Linked DNA regions of Mus musculus: all the other regions are linked to region 2. A link is a contact called in public HiChIP or PLAC-seq and Micro-C data. All regions are on one chromosome and are shown on one strand. Each heading gives the region's core, a stretch centred on a gene start, on an enhancer-like site or on the middle of the called end of the contact. The rest is flanking DNA. Distances are from core to core; before and after follow the strand shown.

The links. HiChIP or PLAC-seq counts read pairs in DNA pulled down with a chosen protein or histone mark. A called contact is a pair of places that touch in the nucleus more often than the background predicts.
Region 1: a contact with region 2 is called in a Micro-C map of the HL-1 cell line, with 2.8 times the contacts expected there. The contact joins two enhancer-like sites. A contact is called at or near these places in 2 of 484 Hi-C or Micro-C datasets (the HL-1 cell line and the N1E-115 cell line) and 1 of 115 datasets of contacts at active chromatin or transcription factors (bone marrow-derived macrophages).
Region 3: a CTCF HiChIP or PLAC-seq map of the NIH/3T3 cell line shows a contact between it and region 2, with 5 read pairs. The contact joins two enhancer-like sites.

The regions. Positions count from the first base shown.
Region 1 is chr8:125,342,681-125,345,907 of GRCm38.p6, forward strand. No RefSeq gene overlaps it. Among named protein-coding and RNA genes, the nearest start is that of Gm30713, 42 kb to the right of the region's middle. Within about 2 kb of position 1,486, at least 101 of the 459 cell types and tissues checked have an H3K27ac peak or open chromatin away from gene starts, as enhancers often do. A contact at or near this core is called in the HL-1 cell line, the N1E-115 cell line and bone marrow-derived macrophages, where this site is marked.
Region 2 is chr8:125,618,166-125,621,775 of GRCm38.p6, forward strand. No RefSeq gene overlaps it. Among named protein-coding and RNA genes, the nearest start is that of 4930567H12Rik, 35 kb to the left of the region's middle. Within about 2 kb of position 1,531, at least 149 of the 459 cell types and tissues checked have an H3K27ac peak or open chromatin away from gene starts, as enhancers often do. A contact at or near this core is called in the HL-1 cell line, the N1E-115 cell line, the NIH/3T3 cell line and 1 more, where this site is marked.
Region 3 is chr8:125,277,998-125,281,177 of GRCm38.p6, forward strand. No RefSeq gene overlaps it. Among named protein-coding and RNA genes, the nearest start is that of Gm30713, 110 kb to the right of the region's middle. Within about 2 kb of position 1,669, at least 29 of the 459 cell types and tissues checked have an H3K27ac peak or open chromatin away from gene starts, as enhancers often do. A contact at or near this core is called in the NIH/3T3 cell line, where this site is marked.

The sequences.
Region 1 (3,227 bases), core at 236-2,735, 280 kb before region 2:
CCTCCTCCCTGTCAGGCTCCATGCATGGCTGATAGTACACCAGAGTGGGAGCAGCCACATCTTTGGAATTCCTTTCCGTTTTGAGTCAGAAGAACCCGAGTCTGTTGGCTGCCTGGACACGGAGCCAGAGTTAGTGAGGAGCTTCGATGAGGCTTGTGTGGTACCTCCTGCTGGAGAAGGCAGCGGAGAGCAGCCAGGTTACCAGAGACCATCTAGCCACCCCCTCCCAGGGAGACCCGAGTGGCACCAGCTCATCCCAAATAGAGAGGACATCAACAAGCCAAAGGGAAGTGTTCGTCCAAGGAGTGAATGGGTGGCTCTGTGGAGATTGTTTACAGGAACAAGAGCACTCAAGGGCAGCCACGCTGACAGCAAGTCCCAGCCCAGTCAACTCTTTATTTCATACTTAATAGTGACTGACATCTTTGGGAGAGGAGGGAACTCGTGGGGGTATTTGGGAGGCCTTGTGCTTCCTTTGCCTGGTGAATTCTTCCCATTCCTCCATGCAGGAACATTAACAGACCAGATCTCATGAGGATCACAGCTATTCTACTTCAAGATGGCAAGGGTCCTGTCCAGCCTAGAGAAAGCATCTATATTATAATTATATAGTGTCATTATATTGCATATGTACACACATACATATATATGATATGTATTATTATAATGCACATGTGTTATACAATATGTATCACATGTGTAATATATTCATATATGCATGCAATATATTATTTAATACATGTATTATATGATATGTATTATACATGTAATATATATACGCATATATTATACACACATACATCTATTACACTTATATGCACCCTGCTATATATTCCACAAAGTCCAAGCCTTAGAAACCTGGTCCCCAGGGAAGCACTACCGAAAGGAGGAGATACTGAACACTCTCCTTTACTCTAGCATTAACCAAGTGACAGGTTGTTCAGGACTGGCTTCCTTAGCACCTTCACTTCCTCTGACCAGCTTGCCGTGTCTCACCATGTGACACCCTTTGCTTCATCATGAGCAGAGAAGACGTCAACCCCATGCTCCCAGCCTTCCTAGTTTCCATAACCAAGGACTAAATATATCTCTACCCCATATAAATTGACAAATTGCCCTTCTCGGGTACTCAGGCACCGCCACAGACATGCCCATCCTTGTAAACAAATGTCTGCCATACTTCTATGTTCCGGTCCAAATACTGAATGTCCTGGAATGATGTCAGATGAAGAGATACCTAGGGAGATCATGAACGTCTGTCTGTGTGAAGGGCCGTTGCCATGGCAACTCAGCACCCTTGGGCAGCCTCCTAATGAAGAGTTATTACTTCTTAGCTAAAACACGTCGCAAGGAATGGATGAGTCATCAACTTGTGGAGAGATACAACAAGTTATTTTTTTCTTCCAATTGCTCTAGGATGTAAACACACTGATCTATGTGTGACAATCTCTGCCCACGTCTGACTCACTCACCCGGCTCTTTCGTCACCGAGCTAGCAGAGGAAGGGATGAGAGGTCTCTATTGCCCCCCAGGGACCCTTCAAACATCTGTGGGTGGCATCCTGAGGCATTGGTCACATCCTGTGGCAACTTAGATGAAGTATTCTGAAAGAGGGTTCAGGCAAGAGAGTCTCTATAAAGCTAGCAAGCCTGGTTGTCTGGCAGCCACACTGCGCCTGTCAGGGATATTCCGTGGGCTGCTCTGAGCTCCACATCAGAGCCAGCCACTGTCCTCTCCTCAGCCTCCAGTAATCGGGCAGGAGAGAGGGATAAAAGATCAGAGAGGTGCTGAGCACTCTGGGCCTCTGAGCTGTGGAAAAGGCTTAGGTTTCTGTCTTGGGACCTGGAGATGTGTCTGATAGCCGAGAAGGTCACTCCCCTGGGTTCACTGCTGCTTCTAAATACCTGAGATGTCTTTGCCCTCCTCCCCTGGGATCCCAGACTTCAGGCCAGTGCCCGCACATAGATGATCACCCCACTGCAACATCCACAAGGCAAACCCCCAGAAATACCCCACATGCTCATGTGCTCCCTCGGGATTAAAAACTTTAACTCCACAAAACCATCAAGTCATCTTTGATTTGTGGGGAAGATTTTTCAGGCCGCATATTTGTCAGGCATAAAATATGTAAGGTAGTAAACCATAGGAAAATTATAATAAATAATTAAGAGAGTTCCCTCTTCTGCCCTGAAACCGCAGGACACTCGGAGGCAGGCTGAGGAGACGGCTGAGAAGACGAGCATTTATCTCGCCACTTTCTCCGGCACCCTGTTCTAGTTTTCTCTCTGCTGCTGTCATAAAACAGTTTGAGCATGGGTGAGGGGTGTGGGGAGCTTAGCAGTTCGGAGCACTGATTGTTCTTACAGAGGACCAGGGTTCAGTCCCCAGAACTACATGGTAGCTCACAACCACCCATAACACTAGTTCCAGGGGATCTGACAGCTTCTTCTGGCCTCCACAGGCATCAAGCATGCCAATGGTACACAGACACACAAGTAGACAAACATTCATTCACAAGAGGGGGGAGGGGTATTTGTACTGGAGTGGGTGGGACACAGAGAATTGCCTCTGGATAGAGAGGAGAGAGATGTGGCCCATAGGCAAATGGTGGTTTATAAAGGGAAAGAGGAAAGCCCCGCGTTAGGATGAAGTGTTTAACTTTAATTGAGCATGTTAATTAGGTGAGCCAAAGTGGGCTTTTGATTGCTGGACTTCAATACTTTGATTGCTGGTCCTTGATGGTCAGCCTCAGGAGGAGGAAGTTGCCAAATAAAGGAATAGACCTTGGTGGCTAGCTTTAGGAATCTAACTGGGTTTTAGCAAGGCAGAGGGAATGGGGGAGAAGATCAAGGTCTGCCAGAGCCATATTTGCCATGTTTGGGCCTGCTAGAGCCCCTTTGTATACAATCTCACGTGTGTGCACACACATGTGCGTGTGTATTTATTTGGCTTATACTCTTATGTCACAATCTATCACTGAGGGAAATCAAGGACGGAACTTAATCAGAATCCTGAAACAGAAACCGTAGGGAACCTGATTGCTGGCTCGCTCTCTGGCTCTGGCTTGCTCACTCTGGCACTCTGCTAGCTTGCTTATTCAACCCAGGACTACCTGCCAAGGGATGGTTGAAAGTAGGCTGGTCCCGCCTACACCAATTATCAATCAAGACAATTCCCCAAGACAGGCCCGTAGACCAATCTGATAAAGGCAATTGCTCAGTTCTGCA
Region 2 (3,610 bases), core at 281-2,780:
ATGGATCTTGTAGTTGGTCCTATGACATCAGAAAGCAGAGACCTCAGACATAAACCCTTGAACCTGGGCGAGCTGTATGCATCTAGCCATTCCCTCACTACTTCCCCCCTCAGCTAGGCCTGTGTCCTAAAGACTGCTCAGCCTTTCCAAGCAAGACCATTAACTGGGGAGCAAGTATTCAGATGTACAAGTCTGTGAGGTTTATTTTACATCTGAACCTGTCACAGATTCTCACCCATTGCTTTCCTGCAAATCCCGTTCAGAAGTCATGGATAACGTGCATCGACATTTAGAGGTCCTGGTTCCTCTCTTTACATAGTTTCTCAGTACTTCCTGTCTTAGGGGTTCTATGGCTATTGTAAACCCCACAATCAAAAGCAACTTAGGGAGGAAAGGGCTTATTTGATCTGATAGCTTGTAGTTGAGGGAAGTCAGGGCAGGAACTCAAAGCAGGAGCCTGGGGACAGGAGCTGAGGCAGAAGTCATGGAAGGGTGCTGCTTACTAGCTTGCTCCCTGAGGCATGCTCAGCCTGCTTTCTTAGCGCATCCAGAACCCAGCCCAGGCATGGCACTGCCCACAGTGAGGTGGTCCCTCTCACATCAATCCACCACAGAAAGAGGAAGGATGTGTGTAGGTCACAGTGGCATCCCACACTTTTGAAAGCGCAGGTGGTCCTCTGACTTATTCGGCTGGTTTATTGGTGGTGGTCTCTCCCTTTCCTAACTCCTTCCCACCCCGCCTCCCAACACACACACACACACACACACACACACACACACAGCGTTCTCTCCGTGCTCAGCCAAGATCCCCTGTGCCTCTGAGATCTGGGATGGTCAACGAAAGAGTTAACATCTATTAAACCAGTCGCCTTAGGAAACTGCTCTGTTTACAGAACAAATGAAACCAGAGCCAATAAATGACTTTGTCGTCCTTGTCCTTGCGTTAGTGTGGGAGCAGAAAGAGAGGCTGAGTCAGAGGCAGGACTTGCGCATGCGCGTGGCGAAGCAAGAGGTCCAGGGCCCGTCTCCCCTATTCATACTCCACCGTGTTTGTTTGTTTGTTTACTTATTTTTGAGGCAGCATCTCTCAGTGAACCTGGAGTGCCCTGATTCAGCTAGGCTGCTTGGTTTGCCAGCCTAAGGAGACTCTCTTTACTGTCTCCCTGGTAGGCAGGATCACAGGTTCCCAACAACACTGTACCTGACCTTTTCTGCAATGCTGGGGATCCAAACTCGGGTTCCCATGGTTGCGGACAAGCATTTTACTGATTGAGCTGCCTCCCCTTAATGGAGTTTTGCTCTGTCCTGCTGTGGCGTCCGAGGGTTTGTTGGGTGGAAACATTTCTCTTGCTCTGTTGAAACCTCCCAAATCGTGATTAGGCAGGTCGTCTCCGGTGTTCAGTAACAGACCTAGATCTGTCAGCCGGGCTGCCAGCCCTCATTTGTAAGCTCTCTGGAAGGAGTACACAATTGTACTCATTTTCTGTCCACTCCCGGGCCAGCTAATGGCTGCTCCTGAGTCACAGCGCATGATTCAGCATTACCTCCTCCTGGGTCTGCAGGAGGAGCTGATGTCTCCTTTTGCAAATGCGCCCCTTCTGGCCCCTGCTGAGCTCATAATCCAATGCATTGCATAAGCAGCTGTGTACAGGGAGCCCTCTTCACTTCCTGGACTCACAGAGCCACCCAGAGACTCACCGGAGTGGCAGGGGCTTCCTGTCTTCCCCTTCATAAGGTTCCCACTTAGATTTCAGCCATAGAACTGGCAAAGTCTCACCTTTCCCCGGCATTGCTGCTGCTTGCTCGCTGTGGCCTCTGTGAGGCTGAAGGCCTAGCCTTGGAGGTTGGGGTGCTGGCTGCTGAGGGCCAGTAGGAATGGCAAGTCAGGAAGGAGCACAGGTCATGGTCTCTGGGTTATGAGTACCTGGCAATCCAAAGGATGTTTCTCACAAAACAAAACACAAACAAAACAGAAATAAACAGCTCCTCAGGGTATACACAAGTCTAACCTGGCCACAGCTAAGTTACCAGGACTGTATCTGTCACAGGTAAGGGACTTTGAATAAAAACATGTCCCTAGAGATGGTCCCTTCAGCCCTGGCAACTGTCACTTGTCACGTGGACTACCACACAGTCTATCTAAAACAGGAGACAGAAATAGAAGAAGTAGGGTCAGAAGGCTAAAGCCAGGATCCAGGTCTGTGCCCAGAAGAGGCAGGTAGCAGGAGAAGGGGACACTGAAAGCCCTGTGCCCCTCGTGCTTGCAGCGTCAGAGCACACACAGCACTGAGCCAATGGAGCGCACATCACAATCCAGCAGGCAGCCAGTGATCTGTGACAGAGACTGCCTAGGAGACCAGCACTGACTTCCTGCTTCTCCTTTATGGGAGGATCTGTCTTGTGTCAGACAACTGACATATGCCCTCCAGGGTTAGCGTGTCTGTGATTGTCCATCTGGCCACAGGTTCAGTCCAGACCAGACAGGCTTGTTGGAGGTGCTTTGAACTACAGTACTATGACTCTGGCTTTCCAGGCAGAAGCCCCATTTTCTCTTCCCACAGGAGATAATGCCATAGACCTTGTGGGTGATGACTGCTACCTCGTGAGTGACCTCTGTGAACCTACACATTCTGCCGCTCACTCTGACCCCACCATTTTCTCTCCTGCTCTAGAAATAATGAAGCAAGGATGCTTTGAATGCTCAGCACTTCCCACAACACTGGCCCTTCTGAGAAACCACTTCTTGACCTTCTGCTGTCTCGTCCTCCTGTCAGCCTTCACCATCATCCGTCTCCTTCCCGGGCCTGACAGCTCCTCATTCTTAGGCTTCCGGCCTCCTGCATGTGGCCGTACTTCCTGCTCTCCCAGCATCCCCATCAGTCGTCCAGAGCCTTAAAGGGTCCTCTGGACTTCAGTAGTCTTTAGAAGTGCTACCAAGTTCTCCTCCAGTTTGGAAGCATGCCCGACAGGCAGGATAGTACCGCAGGCTGCCTTCCGATTCACTTTCATTGTATTCATTATCTGTTACTAGCACACTTAATTCTTGATCTCCAATAGATTTGAGGTAGCTTTCAAAATGAATATAATCCTAGAGAATAGTGTTAGTGGTTGGGTTACTGGTCACTCAAGTGGAAGGGAAGCAAAAAAAAGAGAAGAGTTGGTTGCAAATTCTGACCAGACACACATAAACACACACACACATACACAGACACACACATAAACACAGACACATATACAAACAGCCACACATGCACACACAAACACACAGCCACACACACAAATACAGACACACACACACACACACACACACACACACACACACACACACAGCAAAAGAGTGCAGTTGATCAGACCCACATCAGAGCTTTGCTGCAGGGATGAATAGAAAGTAAAACTTCACAGAAATATGGACACATTGCACGTGTGTGTGCATCATCTTTTCATCTTTGACTGTGAAAGTGAAGGCCCTTCTATAGTATACCATAGGGATTGGTGGGTCTTTAGAGTGTGTGTGTGTGTGTGTGTGTGTGTGTGTGTGTGTGTGCGTGTGTGTGTGTACATGCACATGCCTTCAGAGGTCAGAGGCATTAGATCCCCTTGGAGGTGGAGT
Region 3 (3,180 bases), core at 419-2,918, 340 kb before region 2:
CGTATGTGCATTAGCTGTTCTGGACATCTGTCCCAGGGTCTCACACTTGATAGGACAGCACTTGGACACTGAGCCACACCCCCAGCCCTCTCTACTTTATACAAAGATCTTTTATTCTCTCATTTATTTTTGAGTTCCACATATCCCAGAGCGGACTCGAACTCACGCAATAGCTGAGGATGATATTGAATTCTGACGAACCTTCCTCCACCTCCTGAGTGCTGAGATCACAGGCACGGGCTTCACTTTGGAATTTCAGTTAATATTTTCCTTGTATTCTCTAGATAATCACCTGCCATTGTTCCTTTTATCTGAGAGGACAAGGATTTTGTCTTGCTTGCCACTTCATTTCCCTTACTAAAGGCACGACTGGCTCAATTGCTGCTCAGTAAATTTGAGTTATGTGAGCAAGTTTGAGAACGGAAAGCCCCAGATTCTCATGCTTGTTCTTGCGGGATGATGTCACTGGGTGGCTCACAGCTGTACTGTGCCGCTCATCCCCAGCCTTACCTTGCGCTCACCTTCTATAGCATCATTCCCTAAGGCTGGATGAAGGAAGGCTGCCCTTCTCATCAGCTTCTTGGGCTATGCATGAGACATTCTCACAGGCAGGCAACAGACACTAGGGTTCCCTCTCCATTCTGGGGGACTCTCCCCCAGACACTTGATTTCTGGGCCTAAAGCTAAGCTTCTCCTCACTCCTCTGAGGGTGTTTGCAAAGTCTTATGGAAGCATCTCTGTATTTCCAGCACCATCTGCTATCAGCCTGCAGGACACTCAAATGGCCCTGTCCCCTGCTATCTCCAACTTGCTGAAATTATGCTGTAGCTGGGCTCTTCTTCCCAACACTGTGCTATATGTCAGTTGCTTCCTGTGGTGTTCAATGACTGCCTGTCCTTATCCAGGCAACTCTGGCTTATTTTCATCTTCCCACAGGGTTTTTGGGGTCTTATGCCCACTCTCCTGTCCCAGGAGCTCACCAGTGATGTTCCTGGGCTCAGCCCTTTTCAGCACATGGCTGGCATTGGGGGATTGTAGCTTTCTTCTTCTGCTTAGGTACTTCTTGTGCATTTTGTTGCTGGAGGAAGGATCTGACGTTCTTGGCTGTGTCTCTGTGGAGCTTTCCTTAGGATGGATTGAATCATCTCTGCACCCCCGAATCTTTTCTTCCATTCACTGTGGATAATTCCAGTCTATATTCTGAGGCTTATGTTGACAATCTCCGCAACCTCCCCACTTTTCTCTTCTGGCTGTCATTTTAAACCAAGCTGTGAAGCTTTCTCATTCTCTGATTGCATTTCTCCCCTCCTCTCATTTCCAAACACAGTGACTCATGAAATCCCTGGCAATGTCATATATTTTTGTTCTTTTTGTTTTGTTTTGCTTTTTTGACAGGTCTCATGTATCCCAGGCTGGCTCTGAGTAAGCCCTACAAATGAAGAGCATGCACTCCTGCTTCACAAGCTGGGCTCTGGGATTTGAGCTATGCACTTTCACACCTGGTTTAAGAATTTGTTTTTTGTTTTGTTTTGTTTTTAACCTGCTCCGTTTACTAACCTATTTTCTCCAAAGTCTCTCGGTTTCGCTGGGTTTTGCAATCTTCTTTCACTCCTGGCTTTTTGGACTATCTTGTGATCCTTAGTCATCAGGCATCTGGTCCTGAGGTGTGACATGGAGGAGTGAGCCTGCCATTGGTGCCATGGCTTCAGGGCGGGTGCTGGGATGCCAAGGATGTGTCTGTGGATGCCAGAGCACCTGGGAAACCTTTCTACACAGATTCCCCCTCCCCCCTTTCCTCTCCTTTCAAGCTGGTTCTTCCAGAAGCCACCCAGAGGGAGGTCATGCTCAGGTCCCCTCAAGGGGTCTAACTGCTGGGGGAAGATGGCATGAAGACCAGGCCATGGGCAAGCAGGATTCCAGGGGAGGCCTGGGCTTGAAGAATTATCCAAGACATGCACATAGGTAGGTCTTGACTCCAAGGTTTGCCCTTTATCCAAAAGCAAAGATGCAGAGCTTCTGAGCCATGGTATAGCCCATCCTCCAGACGCATAGCTACGAGACTGCATGCCCCGGGGCATTGGCTATGTGCCTGCAGCCACCTGCTTCTAATTTTCCCCATTTGACAGATCCCTTTAATTTTCTTTCCCCTTCAAGTTATCCCACATAAGAGCTGTAACTACATTCAAAGTAAGTGGGCAGGGTAGGCAGGGGAGCGGATAATAGCCATGAAGGCACAAAGCTGACCAAGGTACCACACTGTTAGTGGTTTTGTCTGTGTATGACTCCAGAGGCCAACTGTGCGAGTTCAAACAGTGCTTCTTTACGTTTCCCAGATGCAAGGAAAGCACTCTTGGGCTATGACTCGTGTTGGGACACAGGCTTCATTCTTAAGTGTTTAATGTGAGTATGCTAGATAAAGCTATTATTTAGTGCGATGAACGTAAAATCATGCAAAGAAGTCCAGTCTCATTCAAGCTATAGAGAGAGAGTCAGGCACAGGGGCCCATACCTGTAGGAAGATGAGGAAGCATCAGGCTTGCCAGGGCTACATAGTGAGCCCCTGTCTCAAAAGATCCTAAAACAAGCAAGCAAGCAAGCAAGCAAGCAAGCAAGCAAGCAAGCAAGGAAACAAAGGGTTTGTAGAGCCCCAGGAAGATAAAGCTTGAAGCGACCATAGTGTGTGGCAAGGGCTGGAGAGAAGGTTCAGCAGTGAGGATGCTGGGTGCTCTTCTCAAAGCCAAGTTAAGATCCCAGAACTCACACCAGGCAGTTCACAACCACCTATGGCTCCCATGCTTGCACACACACACACACACACACACACACACACACACACACACACAGAAACTCAAGGCAGGCTTACTCTTCAGGACCAGGCAGAAAAAATCTAAATAGCTGTATTACTTTTTCTCACTGATACAATGAAACACCTACAAAAGTAACTTAATGGACGGACAAAGATTGTTTTGTTTCACAGTACATGGATGCAAGGCATCATGGGGGGAAAGGCTTAGCAGCACCAGTGAGAGACAGCTCATAGCATCCGCAGTCAGGAAGCAGAGAGAGCTGCCTGATGCTGGTACCCATCTCCCATCTCCCTGCTGTTCCGTCCGGACTTCAGCCTGTGTGATGGTTACTTCTATATTTAGGGTGGCCCTCCTCAGCTCAATTAACCTAACC